2 separate regions of the Ovis canadensis genome follow, and region 2 is linked to region 1. Evidence: chromatin contacts called from public Hi-C data. All regions are on one chromosome and are shown on one strand. Each heading gives the region's core, a stretch centred on a gene start, on an enhancer-like site or on the middle of the called end of the contact. The rest is flanking DNA. Distances are from core to core; before and after follow the strand shown. Region 1 overlaps HSPBAP1 (HSPB1 associated protein 1). Region 2 holds the start of SEMA5B (semaphorin 5B).

What was found. A called contact is a pair of places that touch in the nucleus more often than the background predicts.
Region 2: a Hi-C map of fibroblasts shows a contact between it and region 1, with 5 times the contacts expected there. The contact joins the promoter of SEMA5B here to the enhancer-like site in region 1. A contact is called at or near these places in 2 of 2 Hi-C or Micro-C datasets (fibroblasts and lung).

The regions. Positions count from the first base shown.
Region 1 is chr1:190,311,411-190,315,992 of ARS-UI_OviCan_v2, forward strand. It overlaps HSPBAP1 (HSPB1 associated protein 1), which reads right to left. Exons shown (of 8, transcript XM_069555711.1): 4 at 957-1,093. Among named protein-coding and RNA genes, the nearest start is that of SLC49A4, 44 kb to the right of the region's middle. Within about 2 kb of position 1,426, the one cell type or tissue checked has open chromatin away from gene starts, as enhancers often do. A contact at or near this core is called in fibroblasts, where this site is marked.
Region 2 is chr1:190,617,518-190,622,370 of ARS-UI_OviCan_v2, forward strand. SEMA5B (semaphorin 5B) reads right to left here and starts at 2,721. Exons shown (of 20, transcript XM_069555499.1): 1 at 2,263-2,721.

The sequences.
Region 1 (4,582 bases), core at 176-2,675:
TCTTATCTTATCCAGAGTAACCTGTCAGGGTTCTGTCCATCAAGTTAAATTTTCAGACTTCTCCCTGTTTGGACCGTGAATTTCTTAAGTTAAACATTTGTTAAATTGATTCATTAAGGAAGAGAAATGCACAAATGATGCCACACAATAAAAAGTAGTATAATATAGGAATTTGCAAAAAGAGAAAACTGTAAAATGGTTTAGTCACTTTAAATTTTTTTGGAAAATGGAAGTGATAAATCTTAACTTACAAAACATTAGACACACCAATACTTGGAGCCAACAGGGGGAGGACATCTGAGGCAAAGAAGGGAGAAGTGAAAAGGGAAGAGACACAGACAGAAATCCACAGATGGGGAAGTAGAGAGAGAAAAGAACCAAGTTCTGAGACAAGTCCTAAAGCCCTCCAGTGACCCTTGGCAGTTACAGTAGGGCTATCTTGTCCTTTCAAGATAGCTGATTACATTTCTTAAACTAGGAAGTATAAAGTCTTATTTTGCCTTAGAGATGATAAAGCTGCTCCCTTCCCCTGGACTCGTTTGGGAGAATACATTTAGAATGTCAGAGCTGGAAAGATCTTATCAGTCTAATTTTATTTTCAGAGAAGTGGAAGAAGGAGCCAGCTAAGCAGACAACTGTCTAGCTGAACTGGGAGTGGACGCCTGGAAGTTCTGGATCAGCTTTCTAACAGCAATCCTGATCATGGCTGAGAGACACAGCACACAAAAACCACCGTGTATGCTGCTCCCCTTATTTCACAAAGGAGGAGACTGAACCAGAGGTTAAGAGATTTGCTCTGGTCATGAGACAGGCTGATAGAATGGAGCAGGGAGTCCTGCTGCCTACCCAATAGTCACTGCTTTTCCTGTGCAACACACAAAGACACACACACACACACACACACATTTCTCTCTCTCTCTCTCTCCCTCCTGCATGCCTATGCACATGTGCATTACCTTCCTTGTACCTGGAATACTAAGTTGCAACCATAGGTGTCCAGATGACAGGGTGTATGGGCCCCCAGGGAGCCGATCCACAATGTACTTTCCCGTCCATTTCTTCCAGGAAACCCAAAGTCAGACCATATCACATCCTGTTATGAAAATAAAGTTACAGTCCATCAAGAAACAACCAACTCTGCTGTATAGTAGTGTCACACATTTTCACTTACACATCTGATTTGGGGCAATGGGAACCACTCTCTTACAGAAAGCACTACAGATGGAAGAGCTTAGGTTTGCAGAGCAGGCCAAGAATTCTTTTTAACCAATTACATATCTGAATGACCTCACTAATAGCAGTTACTCAACAAATATTTAATGTCTGCCTACAACACGCCTGGCACTCTCCTAGAACATGTGATCAATCAGTGAACAAAAAGACAACGCCCACCCAAATGAAGCCTACATTTTAGAGGCTGGAGACCGACAATAAACACTAGGCAGAGTTATGAGGATATCTGGTGGAAGTGACTCAGGCAGTAGGAACAGTGACTGCAATGGCAACACAAGTTTTTTAAAAAAAAATCTCTGAAGCTCAACTCATGAATCCAGAAAGGCATATTCCCTCTAAACAGTGTAGATATTTCGAGGTATAAGTAATACATTAACTTTTTGCACTTCAAAGACCACATGAAAGAAGGCTTCTCCTAGGTGGTGGGTGTTCAGTTGGTCAGTCGTGTCTTACTCTTTGCAGCCTCATGGCCTGCATTATGCATGCTTCTCTGTCCTTCACTATCTCTCAGAGTTTGCTCAAACTCATGTCCATTGAGTCTATGATACCATCCCAAAGTCTCATCCTCTGTTGCTCCCTTCTCCTCCTGCCTTCATTCAATCTTTTCCAGTATCAGGGTCTTTTCCAATGAGTCAGCTCTTTGTATCAGGTGACCAAAGTACTAGAGGTTCAGCTTCAGCATCAGTCCTTCCAATGAATATTCAGGGTTGATTTCATTTAGGATTGACTGATCTGATTTCCTTGTAGTCCGAGGGACCCTCAAGAGTCTTCTCCAGCACCACAGTTCGAAAGCATCAATTCTTCGGCGCTCAACCTTCTTTATGGTCCAACTCTCACATCTGTACATGACTACTGAAAAAAACCACAGCTTTGACTATACGAACTTTTGTCAGCAAAGTGATGTTTTTGCTTTCTAATATCCTGTCTAAGGTTTGTCTCCTGGGTTAGTGTAGTTGTTTAAAACTATAGGTGCCTTTACTATTACCTACTAAATCAGAGTGTCCAGGTGGGGGAGACACAGCACATATTTTGAAACACTACTGCTATGCTCCTTAAAGTCATGAACTCTTTAAGTGTAAAGAACTTTAAGACAGAGACCGCACTTTGAACTTGGCACTCCTTATGTCTAGTTCTCTTTCAACAAACTGCTCTGCTTGATTTTATTTAGGCTTAAAGAAAGAATGTTCTTGTTTTTAAATAAAAGTTGGAAAACTACAAATGTAGTTTGACATAAACTCAAATCCATGAACTTAAAATATGTATAAGCTGAAAAGAAAAGGACACACTATTGAGTCAGACAGAAAGGTTTGGCTTTATTTATTTTCTGAGTCATGAATTTTTCCTATTGAATTTTAAAGAATAAAGCAAAATAAAAAACACTTTTAGGTGCAGAACATTGTCCTAAATACTGACACTAGTTTTAACAGTGTCTTCAATCTGCATTTTCTATTTTAAGAGGCAGAACATTAACATTACTCAAAGAGAAAGGATTCTGGAGAGACATTTTAATAGATGGTTTTAAGGAAGACTAGAAAAAGCATTTTCATTTTTGTTTTCAGTGATGAAGATAGCAGAATATGTGCATATAACTGATATCTGTTATTAAAGGCGGAGTTTTTTAAAAGTCAGCACTATTATACATGCATACGGTTCCATGCAGCAGCTCTGGGGTTGGCAAAAGTCACGTCCCCTCTGGACACAGCACATACGCTCTATGCAAGGAGCTTACCTGTTTTCCTAATGCCTATTGGAATACCTGGTTCAGGTTAAGTGCTTAAAATCTTGGTTGCTTGGGAGGGAAAGAAGAATATGTTGGCTTATTATAAATGGTTCAGGTCAAGAACATTTTTGAGCATCTGAGTCTGGTGAGTTTACCATCTGAGCAGATGGGTTGGGAGGATCCCCTGGAGGAGGGCATGGCAACCCACTCCAGTATTCTTGCCTGGAGAATCCCCATGGACAGAGGAGCCTGGAGGGCTACAGTCCATGGGGTTGCAAAGAGTTGGACATGACTAGGCAACTAAGCACATCACAGCACACTACATATCTAGTATAATGCTGAATGTTTGGAATACAAAAAATTAATACAACACAGGCCCTCCTTTTAAATCTAACAATGGAAGATAGTCCCATAAATAGACCTGTCCCACAGAGTGGAAGAACTGCTTTGACAGAAGTGAGCAGAAAGCACGCTAAGATCACTGAAAAAGGGCACCCGGTCCAAGCAGGGAGCTTAGGGAGGGTTCCCATAAACCTGGTCTTTGGTGAACAAGTCATCACACCTCAGTTTGGAATTTAAAGGCAGCGGAAAGACATGCAGTACAAAAACAGAAAACAGGGATCTGCCTCATCTAAGAAGAGGCTGGTTCAAGTCACTCAATCTTCTTATAGATACACCTCTTTAGAAATTTAAGGAATACCAACACCCCTTTGCTCAGAGAAATGAGTGCACGCGCGCGCACACACACACACACACACACACTTTCACATGCACTTTGAGGGGGTCAGTGGACTGAGCCCAGGTGAGACACTGTTCTAGAGCACTGCTTCAGAAAAAAACCACACGGGGAAAGTTCTACCGGGGGTGTGGGGGACCATATGAGAGACTGACACAAGGCTTCCCGCGCCTCGTATCTAACAGAGTCACTGAACAAGGAAAAATTATTGTGAAATGACTAGACCAGGGTGACCTAAACTACCTACGATCCAGCTGTAAATTGGCTGGGAAAACCACAGGGAGAAGGGTTTGGGGCAAAGTGGTAGAGAGAGAGTAAGAGTAAATTTGTCAAAAAATAGGCAACACTGAGTGTACCTATTTTGACTTTCCCCACAGGCTCTTGAGAGTTGGGAATTTCTTGCCTTTTTCTTATGAACTGTTGCCTAGCCATATTTCTTTATCCCTGACTGTGTAGATTTAGGAGGCCATGGAACCCTACTTTTATCCCTCTTAAAATGAATCTTAACTTTCTGCCTGCTGTTTTATAATGTTTAAATCAAGCTACATACATGACTCCTAAACTTTCATCGCAAGTCCTTAATTCTCTTCTACTTACCACTAAATTTATACATTCAAAGGCTAACAAGCTATCACTTTCGGGTTATTGAATCCACACGGTTGGACAGGCCCAAATCACAACATTTTATATGCATCATCTCATTTAATCCTAGGAAACTGAAAGTAGCTATATCCACTTTATCCATGTGGAAACTACGGGGCAGTTCTGTCCTTTTAACAATATTGTTAAAAAATGCGGAGACATTTTTGATTGTCATAGTAAACAGGGTGCCTTGGCATTCAGTGAATGGGCATGAGGGATGCAGCTCAACACAATATGAAAAAGTTTTATCT
Region 2 (4,853 bases), core at 1,471-3,970, 310 kb after region 1:
GAGATCAGAGACATTATCTACTGCTGTATCCACAGCGTCTAGTATCTGGCACATAACAGGTGCTTGATAAATAGTGACCTTGTGACTTCACTGTCACTGTCGGTCTCATTTACCTTGTATCTACAATAACAAAGTCAACACTTGAGGACCATGCGGTAACATCTAGCTGCTGGGGGTGTGGGTGGTGGGGCACTGGAGCTCAGCCCTGGGTCCTTTAAGGCTATTTAACAAGGAACGATGCACTTCTAATCAGGGATCTTGTCCTTTGCCTTCTGTGTCCATCCTACCACCTCAATCCTCAGTGAAAGTAGTGAATTAGACCTCAAGGAACTCATCATCTCACAGTAGAATCCTAGAGGGCCCCGAGAGTGAGGGTGAGTTGGGGGCCCAGCAGGTGACAGGTAGGACTAGGCTGTGGGATGTTCCAGTCAATTCCCAAAGTAGGGCGAGCTAGGATAACATGTACACAGAGAAATGAGATCACTTATAATTGTAATTTCTAGATCTGTAGTCCTCTAGCACTATGGGTGATGGAACAGCAGACTCCCTCTCTCTCTCTAACATTTTATCCCCCTTCCTCCTCAGGTTGGAAATCTAGATTTGGGGCAGGGTACCAGCGAGTTTTTGCAAGCTACTTCTTAATCTGCCTCTCCGTGTTTTCCTAGCTATGAGGTCCAGTTCTCAGGCTCAAGTTCCCCTCTTCTCCTTCTTCAAGGTCATCAATCCTGGTTCAGAAAAGGCGAGAGGCCACTTTTGAATGTCAAGAGGAACTGGGGCGGCGGGACGGGGTGAGGGTGGGAGAGAGGTTGCGGTAAAAGAAGAGATGGAAGAGAACAGGCTTGAAGATGAGGGAAAGTGCAGGTGGAGAGGACAAAGAGGAGGGCCAGAAGGGCCAAGAGAGAGAAGCCGCTGCCAAAGTGGTGGGGATGGGAGGGGAAGTGGGGATGTCTGAGAAAGGTGCAAGGAGATTGGATTGGCCAGAGAAGGTAGGATCGTGGTGGGGTCTAGACATAGGCAAGCTTCCACCCTCCCAATCCCAGTTCCGTGGGCTCAGTCACGGTACCGGGGAAGAGCGCATCCCGAGGGTTGGCAGCTCTTCCCCGCTCCGGCCGATCTCATATCCCCACCGCGGAAAGCCTGGAGGGGGTCGCAGGAGTGGGGGGCAGAGTCGGGTCATCACCTCTCCCCATCCAAACTCGGGGCCCACTGCAGCCGGGCACGGCGCGGCGGGGCAGACGGAATAACCCGAGCACTGGGCACCGACAGAGGGGTAGGAGGCAACAAGGGCGCTTCAGGTGGCTCCTCCTGGTTGTTTAAAGTTTGAGGCAGGCGAAGCAGCCGGCTCTGTCCTCCCTCAGCCGCCCGCCCGCGGCTCCGCGAGTCCTGGTGTCCTCGGCTTCGCCGTCATCCTCTGCCCGTCCTACGCCCACTGCCCTCTCGGCTCCCGCCCGGCTCGGGTCCCCATCCCCTCTCCTGTCTGCATCTTTCCCTGTGCCCGAGCGCCCCCCACTCCCTCCCTCCTCGCTGGATCTCCGCCACGACGTGAGCGGAAAGTGAATGGGGAGCCCAACCACAAAGACAAATTACCATGAGAAAAATAAATCAGGAAATCGCCGTTCGCGTCCCGCGTTCCCGCCGCCGCACCCCTTTCTGAAAGCCTAGGCGGGGGGCTCCGGGACGGCTGCGTCTGGGGCCTGGCGGGGCCGAGTTAGGGCTCCGCAGGGCCCTGCCAGGGCAGGGAGTCTGGGAAGAATCCAGCGGGGACCCCCGCAGGCGGCGGCAGAGCGGGGACGTCCCCGAGCGCGAGATTTCGCACTCCGGGCAGGCCACGCTCCCACGCGCCTAGCTGCCCGCACTGTGCCGCCGCCGGGTTTACTCGTCCGCCCTCTCGGAGCCTCCATCTCGCCGCCTCGGCCCCGTTCTCTCCCAGCCTTTCGTTCGTCCGTCCCCTCCTTCAGGCCCAGCCCCGGACCCCCATCCCGGTGGGCAGTCTAGACGCACAGATCGCGGCCGGGCCAGTGCCCCGGAGCCGGAGCCGGCGGACCGCGTGAGCGCGGCAGCACGGTGGGCGCCCCCGCCGAGGTGGCAGCGGGCTGCAAGGAAGCCCGGGGGCTCCCTCCCCTCGGCCCGCAGTGTCCGCAACCTGGTTCCAACTTGCCAGCGCCGCTGGGCCCCTACCCTTCTACCCACCCGAGTTGCTGAAGTTTGCAACTTGCAGCCCCAGCCCGCGTAGGCGAAGCGTTCGGGACTCCAGGGACTCACCTCCGGGTTGCTGGCGCAGGTGCCGGGTTCCAAGCGGCTCCCGGTTCCCGGCGGCGGGGAGCGGCAGAGAGGAACCCGGAGGACTCGCGGCCCGTCTGGGAATGGGGCCGCCGCGCAGGAATCGCCCTCGACCCTCACTCGGCGCTCCAGTGCAGCCGCGACCCGGGTCCGCGCCGGCAAGCTCGGGTCCGCCAGCAGCGGTCCGACGCGCCGCCGACCCGCCCGGCTCCGCCGAGCTGGGCTCGGGCGGCAGCCCCCGCGCTCCAACTAGCTCCCGACCCGGCGCGCGGCTGAGAGCAGAGAGGAGGAGACCGAGGGGGCCGAAGGTGGGAGGGAGAGGCGATGGGGGAGGAGTTGGGAGCGAGGGGAGAGAGGGAGGGGAGCGCTAGCGAAAAGGAGGAGGGGGCTGGAGAGGACCTGCCCGCGGCGGGCGCGCCACCCGCCAGCCCCGTGGCGCGCGAGGAGCGCGAGGGGGCGCCCTGCACCTCCGCGTCCCCGGGATCGGCCCGGCTCCCGCCCTGAGTCTGCCAAGTGTGCTTACCCGGAGGATAGTAGATAGAAGTCCCGCTCCGTGGTCGGCGTTCGAGCGGTGAGACACAGGTTCTTGGAGCGCTTGATCCCTTTTGCCACATCCTGCCTTACCGTCCTCGGTAAGCCCCGTCTCGAACCCGGCTTAATGCCGGGGAGTCTGCGCACCGGAACTCTGCCCACCCAACAGCTGGAACCTCAAGAAATTCTCCCTTCTCCTCGGCTCCCCAATTCCGCAGCCCTATCAGCTGGAGACGATCTTTCTGCCTGTGGTCTAGAAGGGGGAAAGGATCTAGTACACAACAGGGGAAATCTGATATTAAAAATGCAGTCGAAGGGCATGAGGCGAGGCTGCTGGGCTGGACTGGAAAACTAGAATTGGCTTAGAAGGGTTATCTTTACAAGCTGCACGACCTGGAGAGAACCTCTCTAAGCCTCAGTTTCTTCAGCTGCAATACTAGGCTTGATGAAACCTACCCCTCCTGAGCGGGTTGAGTAGAGGCTAGAATGAGTCTCATAACATCAGGAACATTGGGAGGGCATCCAAGAAATTAACGAGCCGGAAAGGCAGTGAGGGGCTCTCAACTGAGGAGGGAAGGTTGAGTGGGACCACACCGAGCAAGGATGAACTGTTTACAACTGTATCCTAGTGTTTCTGATGGCTAGAAAACCGGAGGGAAAGACTGGGAGCAAGCTTCAAATCCTGTCTGCCCGGCTGCAAGAGGGATGGGAAGAGAGCCCTCTGCTGAACAAAGAAAGGTATTTGAAAAAAAAAAAAAAAATTTTTTTTTTAAGGTGACCTAAGAAAAGAAAATGCAAGAATGAAGGATAAAGACAAAGACCCTGAAAAATTAAACCAGGAAAAGTGTGATTTTAAGGGCTAGCCAAAGAGAACTGCAAAATCAAAATGGATAAGCTGGAAGAAGGAAAACATTAAATGACTTTCTAGAGTATGCCAGAAATTGAAAAATTAGAGTGAATCATTTTACTTAAAATTCTGGATAAAGGAAATCCCAGGTACAGCAGAGAAATGGAGACAGTAGTCAGAGAGGCATCCTCTCTCTCTCTCTCTCTCTCTCTCTCTCACACACACACACACACACACACACACACACCCCTCTGAACCAAGGAGAGAAGCAGTTTGGCCAGGACGATGGGAAAGAAAAAAAAAGAAAGAATCCTGGAAAGGCGTTTATGAGATGCTGCAAAAAGGGACACTGCACAATCTCAGAAATAATGCCTTTCTAGGGCAACAGGAATGCTGAAATTCATAATGTGCCGAATGAAGAGGAACTTGCAAAGGTAAGACACTGGACAAGAGGAGAGAGACGCAGACGCAGACGAGGGAAAAAGGAAGGGAATGGGCATGTCATGCATACTAGTCTAACACCCCATCCATTTAATTAGGGGTAGAAATCAAGTCAGAAGAGGTTAACACAGGGCATCGAGTCCAAATCCATCATTTTACAGACCGGGCAATGAGAACTAGAGGGGAAGCATTTGTCCCAGAGTTGCAGGCTGGGGTGGGGGCAGGTCTCTTGATCCTCCTTCCACTACTGTGAGTGTGTCCCTCCCACACACCCCGTTCCTATTTCCTACAGAACTGTGGGGACTGCTTTGTTATTGCAAAAATATAAATGTGTGTGAAATATAGACACCTTTTCATTAATATAAAAATATGAAAATATTCTCTATATAGCAGGGAAAAGATATGAGTAGGAGAGTTTCCCATTTGTCTGGTTGAGAGAGTAGACAAAGTGCCTTCTGAGCCATGGTCGGCAGCAGCCCTCTCCTGCTGCTGCTGCTAAGTCACTTCAGTCGTGTCCGACTCTGTGCGACCCCATAGATGGCAGCCCACCAGGCCCCGCCATCCCTGGGATTCTCCAGGCAAGAACACTGGAGTGGGTTGCCATTTCCTTCTCCAATGCATGAAAGTGAAAAGTGAAAGTGAGGTCGCTCAGTCCTGTCTGACTCTTAGCAACCTCATGGACTGCAGCCTACCAGGCTCCTCTGTCCATGGGATTTTCCAGGCGAGAGTACTGGAGTAGGGTGCCATTGCCTTC